Regions from separate parts of the Mus musculus genome. Here region 2 is linked to region 1. The links are chromatin contacts, called in public HiChIP or PLAC-seq maps. All regions are on one chromosome and are shown on one strand. Each heading gives the region's core, a stretch centred on a gene start, on an enhancer-like site or on the middle of the called end of the contact. The rest is flanking DNA. Distances are from core to core; before and after follow the strand shown.

What was found. HiChIP or PLAC-seq counts read pairs in DNA pulled down with a chosen protein or histone mark.
Region 2: a contact with region 1 is called in a Foxp3 HiChIP or PLAC-seq map of regulatory T cells, with 5 times the contacts expected there. The contact joins two enhancer-like sites. A contact is called at or near these places in 2 of 15 datasets of contacts at CTCF or cohesin (CD8 T cells and pro-B cells), 18 of 484 Hi-C or Micro-C datasets (CD4 T cells, CD8 T cells, the G1E-ER4 cell line and 8 more), 8 of 115 datasets of contacts at active chromatin or transcription factors (CD4 single positive thymocytes, CD8 T cells, Th2 cells and 3 more) and 1 of 9 other capture datasets (embryonic stem cells).

The regions. Positions count from the first base shown.
Region 1 is chr2:76,126,673-76,130,592 of GRCm38.p6, forward strand. All of the region lies in intron 9 of Pde11a (phosphodiesterase 11A), which reads right to left. Among named protein-coding and RNA genes, the nearest start is that of Gm52518, 92 kb to the left of the region's middle. Within about 2 kb of position 1,904, at least 29 of the 459 cell types and tissues checked have an H3K27ac peak or open chromatin away from gene starts, as enhancers often do. A contact at or near this core is called in CD4 single positive thymocytes, CD8 T cells, Th1 cells and 4 more, where this site is marked.
Region 2 is chr2:76,213,720-76,217,695 of GRCm38.p6, forward strand. It overlaps Pde11a (phosphodiesterase 11A), which reads right to left. Exons shown (of 20, transcript NM_001081033.3): 3 at 1,599-1,688. Among named protein-coding and RNA genes, the nearest start is that of Pde11a, 120 kb to the right of the region's middle. Within about 2 kb of position 1,657, at least 41 of the 459 cell types and tissues checked have an H3K27ac peak or open chromatin away from gene starts, as enhancers often do. A contact at or near this core is called in CD4 single positive thymocytes, CD8 T cells, Th1 cells and 4 more, where this site is marked.

The DNA.
Region 1 (3,920 bases), core at 654-3,153:
AGAGATTTATAGAAAATTGGGAAGATTATGCAGAAAACAAATACTAAGTAATTTGAGTAGCTAGTTCCCCCTCAAGGAAATGGAACATAGCACTCCACTGTTGGGGATAGCTTTGCATATCCAAAGAGTGCAGTTAAGGAAAGAAGGTATCAGAGCAGCTCAGAGCAGCAGTGGGAAGCCTGAGAGCATTACTTCAGCCAGGGTGTCAAGGTCAAGGGTAAGTCATTCTGATGCGAACCACCCATGTCACCCATGGCCGTCCTCACCATCGTCTAGAATCAGAGTCTAAGCTTGAGAAAACGGCAGCCAATCCCGATAGAGAGACATACGAAGTGCTCACTCTGGAACACTGTTTCATGGACATACAATCAAAGCTAAGTGGACTAGGTAGGTTAAAGTGTGTGTGTGTGCGTGTATGCATGCATGTGTGTAACATAAAGAAATGATAATGAGCTTGGGGGAGGGGGAACCAGAGAGGAGTTTAAGGGAGAGAGGGAGAGGCAAGAGTGATGTAGATACAGTGGTCATGTGTGAAGTTCTCAGAAAAAAATAAGAAAATTACTAACTCCCTTCCAAAACAAGCCATAATACTTTTTAAAAAAGGAAATCATGAAATGTGGACATCCAAGAGAAGCTTAAAGCATGATATCTAAAGACAACAGGGAATCTTGGGACCCAGAACAGGAAAGGTATTTGGTAAAGAATCAGGAAAGGTGAACAAAGGAGCCCTCTAGGAGACAGAGTACAGCAATGATCATCAACTACAGCAAACACAGTAATAATAATAATGTACAATGGTAAAGGTAGAGGAAACATGATGCGGGGTACAAGGGGAGGCTACATTCTCTCTCTAAGTTTTCTATTAATATGAAATTGTTCTACATATGGCATATATGCGTGACATTCTTAACCAATAAGAACAAATCACTCTCTAACGTGTAGGGATCTGGAGAGAGAGCTCCAATTAAGAGTACTGGCTACGCCAGGCGTGGTGGTGCACGCCTTTAATCCCAGCACTTGGGAGGCAGAGGCAGCCGGATTTCTGAGTTTGAGGCCAGCCTGGTCTACAAAATGAGTTCCAGGATAGCCAGGGCTACACAGAGAAACCCTATCTTAAAAAAACTAAAAAAAAAAAAAAAAAAAAAAAAAAAGTACCAGCTGCTTTTCCAGAGGACCTAAGGTCGGTTCCCAGCACCCACACCAGGCAGTGTGAGACCGTCCGTAATTCCAGCTCCGGGGGATCCAATGCCATCTTCTGGCCGCTGTGCTCACACGTTCTCATGTGTACATACAGCCAGACACATAATTAAGAAAACAAATCTTCAAAATAAAACACAATGAAAAGTGAAAAAAATGCTCTAAAATAAGATGTACTTAAAAAATAGTATCTGGTTGGATGTTGATAGAGGTCCTCTGCTTTCCACAACACCTAAAGGAAAACACAGGAGCCCTCCCTAAGACTGAATATTGGATCTGAGGAATTTTGTTAAGTATTAGACAGATGCAATGGTATCTACAAACAAACCAAACCAAAACAACAAAATAAAATTGGCTTTATAGTGCTTAAAGACAGGAAAGAGCTGTTCTTCAAGCCGCCCCACGAGGGTGCTATTCCTTCTCTGGTGTCAAAGCGCTTTCCTGGAGACCAGGCATCTGCACTAATCAGAAAATCAATCCCTTCCTGGTCCTCTGGCTTCTGAACTGGCACCTACTTCTGAGGAATTGACTTTCACCCAGGGGCTTGGGGAAGTTATTGCAAGTAAAGCCCTGAATGAGGGTGGGGACAGGAATTGCTGTAACTATTACTGTCAACACCCAGGAGTGGCACCCCACAGTGTGTGCTGGAAGGAGATTCTTCCTGTACTTTATGATTATAATCTTTGCCTGTACTTTCTTGGATTTGATTCATTCAGCAAATAGTTCCTGCATGCAGCCTCACCAGACATCACACAGTTTCCTGTATGGCACTTTACTGTGACGCTCTCTTGGTATCTTGTTTACCTATTCCCGTTTTCTGCTAGAGTATAATAAATAGCACTTATATTCCCACTGCTCCATCCTTAGCAGCTAGAACAGCATGGGTCACAGTGAAGTGAAGGTGGTCGAAAGGGGACACGTGATTCTATGTACAGGAGCTTCCTAGTGAAATCAGAGTCACGGGCAAAGGGGTGGTTGCCATGGGTGACAGGGAGCTGAGTTAGATGTGCTGTGGATGTTGTCTCAGGTTGGGAGACAGAGAGTGGTGAGGGCTCTACAACAATGTGAAGCACTTAGACCCACTGAACTGAGTGCTGAAAAATGGCTGGAATAGTAAGTTCCATGTCGTGCTTATTTTTGCCACAACTACAAAGGAATAAAAAAGAACCCTGTCCCAGACTTAGAGGGATGAGCTGTGTCTCGGGAAGGGAAGGATGCATGGATCACTGAAGGTCAGTCCCTGTCAGGAGGGGCAAAGCTACAACATCGGGAATTGTCGACAGGAGAGGGCTCGCCACGGAGTTGTCTGGAGGGTTTGTGCAAACAAGTCCTTCTGCACAGAGAGAGCCGGAAGTCAGGCGAGGACACACCTCTCACAGAGGCTCTGCATCTCCACCCCACTTCTCCCTTGCTCTGAGCCTGTTTAGGGCAGGAAGGAAGAATAAGGAAATAAAAGAAGCTCATTGTAAACTCTCTTGGCAACAGGCTTCTAACTTCAGGAAAGAAGGCAATATATATACTCAATACCTCAGTGTGTCAGAAGATGCATCTAAGACCACCTTCGTCCAGGAGTGAAGACTGACTGGCTCAATGGATCAGGGAGAAGGGAAATGGGCAGGAAAGAAGAAATTAGTATCTGATCACGTGCTAGGAGTCCAGCTCTTTCACTCTTCCAACCAGAGGAGATTTTCCTCAGAGTTTAGGAGATTCCTCAGGGAGACTCATCTCTCCCCTCTTACTTCAGGAGGCTCCTTAACTCTAATAGAGGGAGGCTTCACACAAAGTCTGGAAAGAGATCTTTGAAGCCAGCCCTCCTTCCTTCCACACAAAACCAACTCTATTCATGGCATGGGGAATGCAGAGGAGATGCTCTGCCAGTTTGTGGGCAGCGAGACTTTTGTCATCAATCTCAAAGGGTCAAAGGTTTCCCTTTTGGATTCTTGTGCTGGAAGACCACAGTGGACGCAGCTCAAATGCTTTCACTTATCGTATGCATTTTTTTTTCTGAGTACCAATTGTGTAAAAAAAAAAAACACTAGGGGAGAGAAATAAAACAATCACATACTTCAGGGTACACACTTTCAGACAGAGGAACATACACAGGCATCATGCAGGGCAAAAGAAAGACAGCCACGGGACTAGACGTTTTCTGGAGTACATTTAAATTGAGCTCCGAATATCGGAATGGTCCTGAGTGGGGAGGCATAATTGGGACGGAGAATAATGAAAGCTGAGGGCACATTAAGGATCAGCTGGCAGACAGGCAGGTGGCTGATTTGTAGACTATGAAGCATTTGAGTGTGTAAGTAGCATACAATTCTCTGAGAAGAGAAATGAGAGCCAGGGGTAGGGAAGTAGTTTGGTGTGAGATTTCCAAGGGCCCCAGAGGCCAGGACATTTGTATTTTGATAGGGAATAGGGGAACAATTTAAGGTCTATGAGTCAGCTCGCGATGCACTCTACACTCTGTTGTAGGAGGAACAAGTAGAAGGGGATTGTGATTGCCCAGCCAAGAGGTAATGAAGCCCTTAAGTAGGACGGCTGCTGTGAACACTGGGAAGGAGGAAATAGATGGGAGGCTCTGGGGAGGTGGGGTAGATGACGCCTGGCTCCTGATTGCCTAGCCTCTCCCTCACTCTCTGTTTGACCCTCATTCTTCTCCTCTCTCTGATCATAAAACCGTGTGAGGCATCCCTTACCACCCAGACCTACACTTCCTGGAA
Region 2 (3,976 bases), core at 407-2,906, 87 kb after region 1:
CCTGACTTGCCCGTAGGCCTTTCTCCCCAGTAGCCCTGGGTTCAGCTTCTTATCTTCATTGGCTTGTCTTTCATCCTCTCCTCGGATTCCTGAAGTCCCCCTATCCACCAACAACACAGGGTCTTTGCAGCTGCTGTGTCATGGTCTGGACACTCTGCACAGGTCTTCCAGTGGCTGGGCTTCTCACTTCATTCTCCTTCTATCAACTCCCTATAGACACCTTCCCATCAGCTCCAAAAAATAAATAATCTGCTTAATCAAACCTACCATAACTGTGCCTGTCCATCTCTCTCCCTTTATCTTTGTTTATAACGCTTATCACTGTCTGACATTGTGTGGTTTTTCTTTTCTTTTCTTTTCTTTTCTTTTCTTTTCTTTTCTTTTCTTTTTCTTTTTTATTATCTATTGTTTCCACTAGACTAGTAAGCTTTGTAAGGACAGACAGTATCTCATGAGAACTACACAATATGTATTTGTTCAATGAATAAGTAAACTGTGCCATCCACAAGGATGAAAGGACTGTCTTAGTACAAGAAGCTTCCCTTAAGGAATAATGGGATTACAGAAGAGGGCCATCGTCAAATATTATAATAACGTGATGGGTACCTGCACTAGAACAAGGAAGGACCGGAAGTGGGGAGAGGAAGATGCACTGGGACCTGTGAGGCAGTTGGCAGAGGGAGAGGAGTCATTGGAAACAGAGGAGAAAGGGGGTGGGGGTGGGGGTGGGGTGGAGGTAGGAGTGTGATAAGATGAAACAAACAGGCTGTTATCTGGAAGTCACAGAAACATCACTGGAATAGGAAATGAAAGGAATAGTCGAGCAAGAAATGGTTCTAAAATGAACAGGAGACCCAGGTGGAGGAAGGGCACACTACGCCCTGCTAAGGAAGACGGCTGTGTGGTCAGCAAGTATTCATATGCTTACTATCAAATAGTCACTGTCATGATGCTTTTGTAAATACACTTTAATCTATTTCATTGGCTGAGGGATTTAATCCATTTTTAACATTTTCTTATTGAGTTTGTTTCTGGGTTGTAACAATGATCTTCATATATATAAATGTAGAGTGAACCTCGATCTCTGGTTGATAATTTAAGGCTGTATGAGTCTGTGGGTACATTTTACTGTGTGAGTCTACAGTTCCTAAAGGTATATAAGATCATTGCCTCTAATGTCCCTACAAAGCAGTGCTTCTTTGATGGTCCTACATGCCTTAGATTGCTTCTTCTAGAAAACCTTAGAAAAAGAATCTGCAAGGAGTGAAATTGTGCCCCTTGAAGGAACTAAACTAAAACTGCTGCTGTTTCAAAGCTAAGAGCACAGAGGATAAATATCCGCTGCCACACAGTATAGACGTGGGTTGATTTCCTTTTTTAAAAGAAACCAGTTCTATTTCCCAGAAACAACAACAGAAAATGTGTATTTTCTTGTAACCATAACTCATGCATTGTTTAAAGGGATCTTCAGCCCTGTCGTTCCAGGCTTGCACAAACAAGAATGATCTTCAGACTAGACAATGATCATCCGCTACTTTTAAAAGATGGAGTGACTCACATAAGCCAGGAAGACAGCGAGCTTGAAGCTAGCTACTCACCCTGCTTCTTTCGTATTCTTTCCTTGAGGCAGCGAAGAGCTGAGCATTAGATATGGCGATTCCACAGAACGGAAGATACATTTGCATAACCTGGGGCACAGAAAGCATTCAGAGCATTAGAGCTTCCACTCTTAACCAAAACCCACATTTCCTGCCTTTGGGGCTTTTTCCTTTCAATCGAATGAGCCAGACGTTGAGTTGTTAACACTCTCAGCTTTAGGGGCACAGTTCTCAGAGTTAACATTAAGATGGTGTATATCAGTCTTTAACTGGGAAAGTCACAGTTTTGAAAAGTTAACGGGAGTGAAACCAAAGATTCCAAAAGCTATATAATATGTAAACCATGCCTGTCACATTTAAATCCGCCTGCCTCTGCCTCCCGAGTGCTGGGATTAAAGGCGTGCGCCACCACGCCTGGCTTTTTAGTCCAACTCTGAAAAAACGAACGATAATGAAGAGAACTGGAAAGTCCTTGGAACTTAAGGCACATATTCACATGCATACTTAGAGGTGGGAAGGACATGAGTGAATCCCTGTGTACATGCCTGTCTATAAAAGCGATCACGCTTGTCCTGCCAGCTACTAGACTTGGGCATTTCTATTAGAACAGGTCCAGTAGGAATTTAGGTTCAAGACCTAGTGGATCCGTTTGGATCAGGTAGATATGATTAGGCAAGAATGCAAACTGGGATGGCTCTGCAGCAACCTATGGAAAGGCCTGGGGCCTATGAGAGAGAATGCCTCCTCCTCCAGGGGTTAAAAATACCCAGCTGTGCTGGGCCTAACCTTGAGAAACTCTCAAAAGGAAGTCAAAATCCGAGGCTCATGCCCATCTCAGAACATCCGATTTCTGGCAGATGGGATATCCCAGTAAAAACTGAACGGACTAGTTCCCTGAACTTTTTGCAGCATAAGAGGAATAAGAGACGTTTATCTGGGACTTCTCTGAACCCCAGTAGAAATGCCATGGTTTGTATTGGTCTTTTTCTGTCTGCACAAAGGCGCCAAGACACACAGAGCAGTTCCAGAAGTGGCCACCAGGGGCAGTGTATTGCTCGCCTATGCAGATCAACCGCACAGGAACACCTGTGAGACACCTCTGGGACACCCAGAATAGGGTTGCCTGGAATAAAGGATGACTTGGGGAAAATAAAAGCTGAAGCACAATTCCTACTCCCTATCATCTGTTATCTAACTCTGTCTACCGAGCCACACTCTGGCCTAGGGATCCCTAAAGGAATTTCAGAGCTCTTAAAGCTATGAAGTCATTCTTAGAGGAGAAAAGCAACAGGAGAGAAAACTGGGAGCAAAAGGCCCTACAAGTAGCTCATTTTGCAAATCCTTCAGGATTCCATCAGTGAGTCTTCCAGTTGCCCTCCCTAAACAGACGCTGCTTCTGTTTCTCCTCTTTCCCGTTCCTTGCCCCTCTCCTTTTCATGCTTTAGTGTGTTTTCCTGTAGGCCAGTAGGGACTGGGACACATCAAGCTGCAGCTATCCCTCCAGAGCATGCCTGCCTTTGGCCAGAACTGAACCCCTTTCAATACCAACAACACACTGAGCAGGTTTCTGGGTAGTTTCCTGGTTGGGGTGGGGTGTTTTGTTTAGTTTGTACTTTTTTTTTTTTTTTTTCTGCTGTGGAGATGGTGGCTATTACATGGACTAAGGAGAGTTGGATCCAAGTCACTGTTGTGAGTTGACTATGTCAGAAACATAGGTGAGCCCACTTGTATCTTTCATGATGTTATAATTTACTGACTAACAGTAAATCCACAAGGTGAGTGGTTACCATGACTAATAATCCAATTTCCCTTGATAACCCTGAATAGAGTGAACTCGGATTCTTTTATCTCAATCTTAATTACTAATATGCCATATACCACACACTACAAATTACATTGTGTGTGCGTGTGTGTTACAGAATGACTTTGCAAAGGGTTAAAACAGCAAGGGTTTGGAGGAGTTTCAAAGAGGCCTCAGAGGCCAAAGCTGGGAAACTGATATCGACCTAAGAATCTTTGTACTGATAACAAAGGAAACTGAGCTATGGAAGAAGTCAGAAGCTTCCATAGCTACTGGTGGTAGAGGAGAATTAGCTGTTGGGCTGTAGGGATTATGTGAAGGGCAGGACCAGGTCTGGCAGACTGATGGATGGTGAGGTGGAGGGACAAGAGACTGCAGTTTGAAGAGGCCGTATCAACACTGACTGACTAAGCTGAAGCTCCCGAGACACTTGGGTGTTCTCTTGCCACCCCCTGATGGACACACTGGGTGCTCTTCTGTCAGGCTGGTGGGCCCTCATCATTTTCAGGGATGGGGTCTACCTTGTTATAGGGGTGTAGGGATGGCGCTCTTCCCTTGACCTGCTATGTCTGTTAAG